2 separate regions of the Vulpes vulpes genome follow, and region 1 is linked to region 2. The links are chromatin contacts, called in public Hi-C maps. All regions are on one chromosome and are shown on one strand. The core of a region is the stretch at or near the end of the contact, and the rest is flanking DNA. Distances in the headings are between cores, read along the strand shown. Region 1 holds the start of TRAPPC9 (trafficking protein particle complex subunit 9). Region 2 holds the start of AGO2 (argonaute RISC catalytic component 2).

Region 1 (3,196 bases), core at 665-3,164, 160 kb before region 2:
GGAAATAATACCACTATCCATCAACTAGTGAATGAATTAAAAAAAAAAAAAAAAGTCTATCCAACAAGAGAATATTGCTCAGCCATAAAAGGGAACAAAGTACTGATACTATGACAACATGGATGTGTCTTGGAAACGTGATGCTCAGTGAAAGAAGCTAATCATGAGGGCAGCCCCGGTGGCTCAGCGGTTTAGCGCCGCCTTCAGCCCAGGGCATGATCCCAGGGTCCCGGGATCGAGTCCCATGTTGGACTCCCTGCATGGGGCCTGCTTCTGTCTCTGCCTCTCTCTCTCTCCGTCTCCCATAAATAAATAAAATCTTTAAAAAAAAAAAAGTATTAAAAAAAAAAAAAGCTAATCATGAAAGGCCACATAGGGTAGGATCTACATATGAAACACCCACCGCATGCAAATCTCTGGAGACAGAACATAAATGAGTGGCTGCCAGGAGCTGCAGGACAGGAGATTAAGAAGTGACGGCCAAGGAGTATGGACTTTCTTCCTGGAGTGATAAAAATGTTCTGGGACCGTGATGGCTGCTCGGCAGTGAATATACTAAAACCACAGCACTGTCCGCTCCACATGGGTGGGTTTTGTAATACAGGAACCATATCTCCATCAACCAGTTATTATTTTTTTTAAAGTTCTTTTTTTTTTTCTTTTAAGATTTTATTTATTCATTTGTGAGAGACACAGAGAGAGGCAGAGACCCAGGCAGAGGGAGAAGCAGGCTCCCTGCAGGGAGGCCCAGGCCGGGACTCGATCCCGGGTGTCCAGGGTCATGCCCTGGGCCCAAGGCAGAGGCTCAATCTCTGAGCCACCCAGGCATCAACAGCAGTTACTTTTTAAAATATTCCTTGAACGATCGTTTTTCCTTCTGCCACACAATTTCAGAACCAACATAACCTTGCGAGAGATCCTTAGTTAACAAGCCAATCTTCGGGGAGGGGGGTGGGGCCACATCACGCCTGGGGTGGGGGTGCTGCTGTTCTCATGTTCACAGACACTAGCTGGGCTGGACGAGGAAGTGGCTGCAACTATTGCTCAAAAATTGACAGCGGGGATCGGCGGGTGGCTCAGCGGGTTCGGCACCTGCCTCCGGCCCAGGGCGTGACCCCGGGGTCCTGGGATCGAGTCCAGCGTCGGGCTCCCTGCATGGAGCCTGCTTCTCCCTCTGCCTGGGTCTCGGCCTCTCTCTGTCTCATGAATAAATAAATAAAATCTTAAAAAACAAAAAAATTGACAGTGACCAGTTTCAGCTGGGGGGGGGGTGCAGACGTCTCGGCCCCTGCCTTCAGCTCCTCCCGCGCTAGAGCAGCCCAGCTTGCAACATTTTGATCCCTGGGTCTATACAAACACGGGAACTCCACGGGCACCCTCCGGGAGCCTGCAAAGCGCGGGCGGGGGGCATTTCCGGGGGAGCCCACCTGCAGCCCCCAGGGCGCGGGGGGGCGGGGCGCGGCAGGGGACCCCGGGGCTCCCCGCGGGGGCGGCGAGGACGCGGACGGGACGCTCGCCCCGGGCCGCCCCCGCGGGGAGACCCGCGCCCGCCGGGGGTCGCGCGACCCCACGCGACCCCACGCGACCCCGCGCGGCCCGGGGAGGGGGAGGGGCGGGGAGCAGGGCCGGGCCCCAGGGCGCAGGTGCGGCGCGGCGCGGGCAGGTGCGAGGCGGACCCCGGCCCCGCAGGTGCGGGCTGACGCGCCGCCACGCGCGAGCAGCGCCCCCCGCAGCCCGCAGGCCCCCGGCCCCGAGCCCCCCACCTCGCACTTACACAGCCGGCGGCCCGGGCCCGGAGCGGGAGCCAACGGCCGGAGGGGCGGCGGGGCCGAGCAGCCCGGGCGGCCGCTCCCCCTGCTCGGAGCTGGCGCTTCCGACCGGCGGCCGCGCCGGCACCCTCCTGCGCATGCTCGGGGCCGGGCCGGGCCGGCGCTCCGCTCCGGGTTTTGCGGGCGATCGCGGGGGAAGGCGGGGCGGGGGAGGGGCCTGGAGGCGCGCGGCTCAAATTTCAGCCCCTCTGCGGTCGGGGGGCAGTGGGGGTGTCCCGGGCCGCCGCCCCCGCACCCTGCACCCTGCACCCCGCAGCCCCCGGCGAAGACCGAGCAGCCTCAGCCGTGGTCCTGAGGCTCAGAACCGCCCGCCGGCTGAGTTCGTGGCCCTCGTGCAGGCCAGGCGGGCCCCGGGCGTGCTCCATGCGCGGGAGGGTCCTCCCGTGGGTGCAGCCACCCCCAGCCTGCGGGGCCCCAGCCGCCTGCTGTTCCCCGGGGCAGAAGCCACTGCGGGATTTAAACTTCACCTTTGGGGGGCGGCCCGGGTGGCTCAGCGGCTTAGCGCCGCCCTCAGCCCGGGGCGTGATCCTGGAGATCTGGGATCGAGTCCCAGGCCCGGAATCAAGTCCCACGTCGGGCTCCCTGCACTGGGCCTGCCTGTGTTTCTGCCTCTCTCTCTCTCTCTCTCTCCCTCTGTGTGTCTCAATAAATAAATGAAATCTTTAAAAGTAAACTTCGTCATTGTTAAAAATGAATGCACAAAATGTGTATTTGTTAAAAATGAATACACAAAATGGAATCTACACACCTCCCCGAGGGCACGTTTGGAAAGATGCACAAGACTGTTGGTAACAGGGTCATCTCCAGAAAAGGTGGAGAGAACAGGATGGTGGAGGGAGATGCTCTTTGCCGGGTGTGTCTTTGTGTTCTGTCTGCATGTTTTACCACATGCATGTATTTCTTTTTTAAGATTTTATTTATTCATGACAGAGAGAGGCAGAGACACAGGGAGAGGGAGAGAAGCAGGCTCCATGCAGGGAGCACGACGTGGGACTCGATCTTGGGTCTCCAGGATCACATCCCAGGCCCAAGGTGGCGTCAAACCGCTTGGCCACCGGGGCTGCCCTGTATTTCTTTTTCTTTTTTCTTTTTCTTTTTCTTTTCTTTTCTTTTCTTTTTTTTTTTTTTTTTTTTTTTTTTTTTTTTTTTGTGTGTGTGTATTTTTTTTCTTTTTTTTATAAACTTTTATTTATTTATTTATTTATTTATTTATTTATTTATTTATTTATTTATGATAGTCACACAGAGAGAGAGAGAGAGGCAGAGACACAGGCAGAGGGAGAAGCAGGCTCCATGCACCGGGAGCCCGATGTGGGATTCGATCCCGGGTCTCCAGGATCGCGCCCTGGGCCAAAGACAAGCGCCAA
Region 2 (3,474 bases), core at 152-2,651:
GACACAGCAGCCAGGGCCCACGGCGTCAAGGGGCCTGAGTGGATCGAGGGGGGACTTCCAGACCCCCGATGGGGAGCACGTCTGGGCGGGAGCCGCCAGGGCCCCATCAGCGTGCGGCTGCGGAGGGTCAGGCCCGGGAGCGCACCCAGCAAGGGGCCCCGAGCAAGCCTGCAGCCCCAGAGCCTGCAGCGGCCGGGGCCTGGCAGACAAAGGGGACGGGCGATGCCCCGGCCAAGTGGCAGGCCCAGCCGGGAAATTTAGGAGCCACGTGCCTGGCGGGAGAAGGAGAAAAGCTTCACAACACTTGGCTGTTTCCTTGGCCCAGCACCCGGCTGCCCTTCCACGGTGTGCGGAAAACAGGGGGGGGGACGTGCTACTCCTTTAAGTTTTTTAGAACTTTTGCAAAGAAAGAGCGCGGCCGGGGAGCAGGGGAGCCCAGGGAGCCGACGCTCCTCCTCGGCCGCTTCTAGTAACTCGTGAAAGGCGATTAGCGCTGGAAGACGCCGCCGGCGTGTCCCGCGCGGAGAGGAGCGCGCGGCCTCCCGCCGCCCTCGGGCTACGGTGCTCGCGGCCCGCGGGGACCGGCCCGGACTCGGCCCTCCCAGACGTTCCTCGGAGAAGGGGCCGCAGAAGTGCTGGCGGCGACACAAACGAAACTGAGCGCGCCCCAGGCTCGCCGGGCTCCGGCTGGCTCCGCAGCAGCCCGGCCCGGCCCCCGCCCCCGCCCCCGCCCCGGCCCCCGCACCCCGAGCCCGGCGCGACCCGGCGCGACCCCCGCCCCGCCCCGCCCCGCCGGCCCCGCCGACCCCCGGGGCGCAGCGCGCAGGCCGGGGCGCGGGAGGCCGGGCCGGGCGGCGGGCGAGGCGGGCGCGGGCCTCGGGCCTACACGCGGGCCGCGCGGCCCCGGCCCCGGCCCCGGCCCCGGCCCCGGCCCCGGCCTCCGGCTCCACCCGCGGGGCCCCCGGGGCGCGGGGCGCGGGGCGCGGGGCGGGGGGCGCCGAGGCCCGGGCCGCGGAGGGAGGCCGAGCTGCGCGCCCGCGGTGGGCCAGGAACGGCCGCTCCCCCGCCCCGGGCCCCGCCGCCGCCCGCCCCGCAGGCCCCGCGCCCCGGCCTCGCCCGCGCCCCCCGCGCCCCCCGCGCCCCCGAGGCCCGCGCCCCCCGCGCCCCCGCCCCCGCCCCCGCCCGCCAACCGCCGCCGGCAACGCGGGGCCGAGCGCGAGCGGCCGGGCCGGCGCCCCCCGCGAGGACTCACCGGGGCCGGCTCCCGAGTACATGGTGGCGCCGCCGAGGGGCTCCGGGGCCGAGGGGCGGCCGCGCGCGCGCCACGGGCCCCGACGCCGCGAGCCGCGAGGGAGCCGCCGGCCGCACGATCCGCCCCGGCGCGGCCGCCTCGCCAAACAGGTTTACCCGACGCGGCCGGGGCGGCGGGCGGAGGCGGCGGGCGGGGGGGGGGGGGGGGAGGGAGGGAGGGAGAGGGAGGGGCGAGCGGGAGAGGAAGGGAGGAGGGAGGGGAGGGAGAGGGGAGGGAGGGGCGGAGGGGAGCTGGGAGGGGAGGAGGGAGGGGCGAAGGGGAGGGGAGAGGAGGAGGGAGGGGAGGGAGAGGAGGAGGGAGGGGAGGGAGAGGAGGAGGGAGGGGAGGGAGAGGGGAGGGAGGGGCGGAGAGGGGAGGGAGGGGAGGAGGGAGGGGAGGGGCGGGTAGGGGAGGAGGGAGGGGCGAAGCGGAGGGGAGGGGAGGAGAGGAAGCGGAGGAGGGAGGGGAGGAGGGGGGCGGGGCGGCGCGCTGGCGGCCGGGAGCCCGGCGGGGGGGGCGGGCGCGGGCCCCGCGGGGAGGTGGAGGCGGAGGTGGGGGCGGGGCAGGGGCGGGGCAGGGGCGCGGGGGCCCCACCGCGGAGGAGGCGGGGCGCGGGGGGGCGGGGGGCGGGGCGGGCCCCTCCCAGCGGCTCCGGGGGCGCCGCCTTCCCCGCCTGGGCGGAGCGGGACCCGCGGGGCATCGCCGCCAGAGGCCGGGAGGGAAGAGCAGAAGCCCCCCCTGGTGTCCGCGCCGCCTCCGCGCGTGGGGCGCCCGCTCCGGCTGGGGGCGTTGGCGCACGGCCCCCCCCGCGGCCCAGCTGTGGCCGCCCCGGCCCCGGCCCCCCCGGCCCCCCCGGCCCCCCCGGCCGCCTGGTTTCTCAAGTTACAACCGAAAGGCGCCCGCGGGGCAGCTCGCCGGCCCGGAGCTGGAGCTGGAGCTGGAGCTGGAGCTGGAGCTGGAGCTGGAGCTGGAGCTGGAGCTGGAGCTGCAGCGCGGGCCCGCGCACGGCCACACCGCCACCTCCCGGCCGGGAGCCAGCGCGTCGTGTAAAAGGACTTGAACAGCGAGTTCGGGGCGCGTGTGCGCTGCGTGAGGTCCCAGCCCAGCCGCCGGGAGGGCGGGCGCGCCCTGGGCCTCTGGGACCCCGCCGCGTGCTCCCCGCCGCCTCAGGGAGGCCGTCCCTCGCCCCCACCCGGGCCCGGCTCCGGCCGCGGTTACCCCCCCCACACCCCTCGTTGATGGGGGTTACAAGTCTCAAGGTGACGCGAAGTCCACACTCGCTCGTCGCCGCTGTAACCTACCCGCCTGCGCTCTCCTTCACCCTTAAACGTGTGCTACCTGCGTACTGGGTGCGAGGACCTGAGTGCTCCTCCTGCCAGGGTGATGCAAAGACCACGAGCCCTGCCTGCAAGGAGCTTAGCATCCTAAGCAGGCTTTGCAAGTCTCAGGAACATCCCTAAATAAATGCCAGAAAACCATGGTTTCCTCCAGAGAGAAACTTAAAGGGACACGGATCTTCACATCATTGATATGAATGGGGTCGGTGCCGTGGCATCAGCCCCCAGGCGCTCATGCATCCCTCCCTGGTCCTCTGCTGACCACCCCCACCCCTCAAGCTGGCCTGGGTCCCCTGAGAAGCCCCTCAAACTACCCTTGCCGGCTCCCCACCCAGCAGTCCCCTTTGCGTGATCCCAAACCTGATTGGGTGCCAGCTTTGTTCAAAGCCCTTCGTGGGCTCTCCAGTTCCATCTGCCCAGGTCCGAAATCCTTAACTTGGTGCACGACGCCCTGCAGGGTGCAGGCCCCGCCTGCTTGGTCAGGATCTTCCACTTCACCTTCCACAGGCTCTTCAGATCCACGTCTCCATTTTCTCAAGAGTGTTACTGGAGTGTGAATCAGTCCAGCGGGTCGGGAGGAAAGTGTCTGGTAGTGCCTGGAAAAGCCCACACCTGGCCCTGCGTGGACCAGCCGCTGAAAGGCATGTTTGGGAGCAGAGGAAGGGGGCCGGTGTGCCCTAGCCCGGGACTGGGCGCCACCCAGCATCCACCAGCACTGGAGCGGGTTGTGAGGCGGGTGGATCCTCCTCAAGTAAAACCTAGAGATGAAAACGAAGACCCCTCCAACACGGAGGAGTGTCCAGGGTGTTGAGTGAAAGAGGCCGAGGCCCAGGCTGCAGGATTTCA

The links. Hi-C and Micro-C count contacts between places; a contact is called where the count stands out from the background.
Region 1: a contact with region 2 is called in a Hi-C map of skeletal muscle, with 4 times the contacts expected there. The contact joins the promoter of TRAPPC9 here to the promoter of AGO2 in region 2. A contact is called at or near these places in 2 of 3 Hi-C or Micro-C datasets (both in skeletal muscle).

The regions. Positions count from the first base shown.
Region 1 is chr13:2,053,448-2,056,643 of VulVul3, reverse strand. TRAPPC9 (trafficking protein particle complex subunit 9) reads right to left here and starts at 1,914. Exons shown (of 22, transcript XM_072733818.1): 1 at 1,775-1,914. The coding sequence starts at 1,908.
Region 2 is chr13:1,894,239-1,897,712 of VulVul3, reverse strand. It overlaps AGO2 (argonaute RISC catalytic component 2), which reads right to left and starts at 1,401. Exons shown (of 19, transcript XM_072733816.1): 1 at 1,253-1,401. The coding sequence starts at 1,274.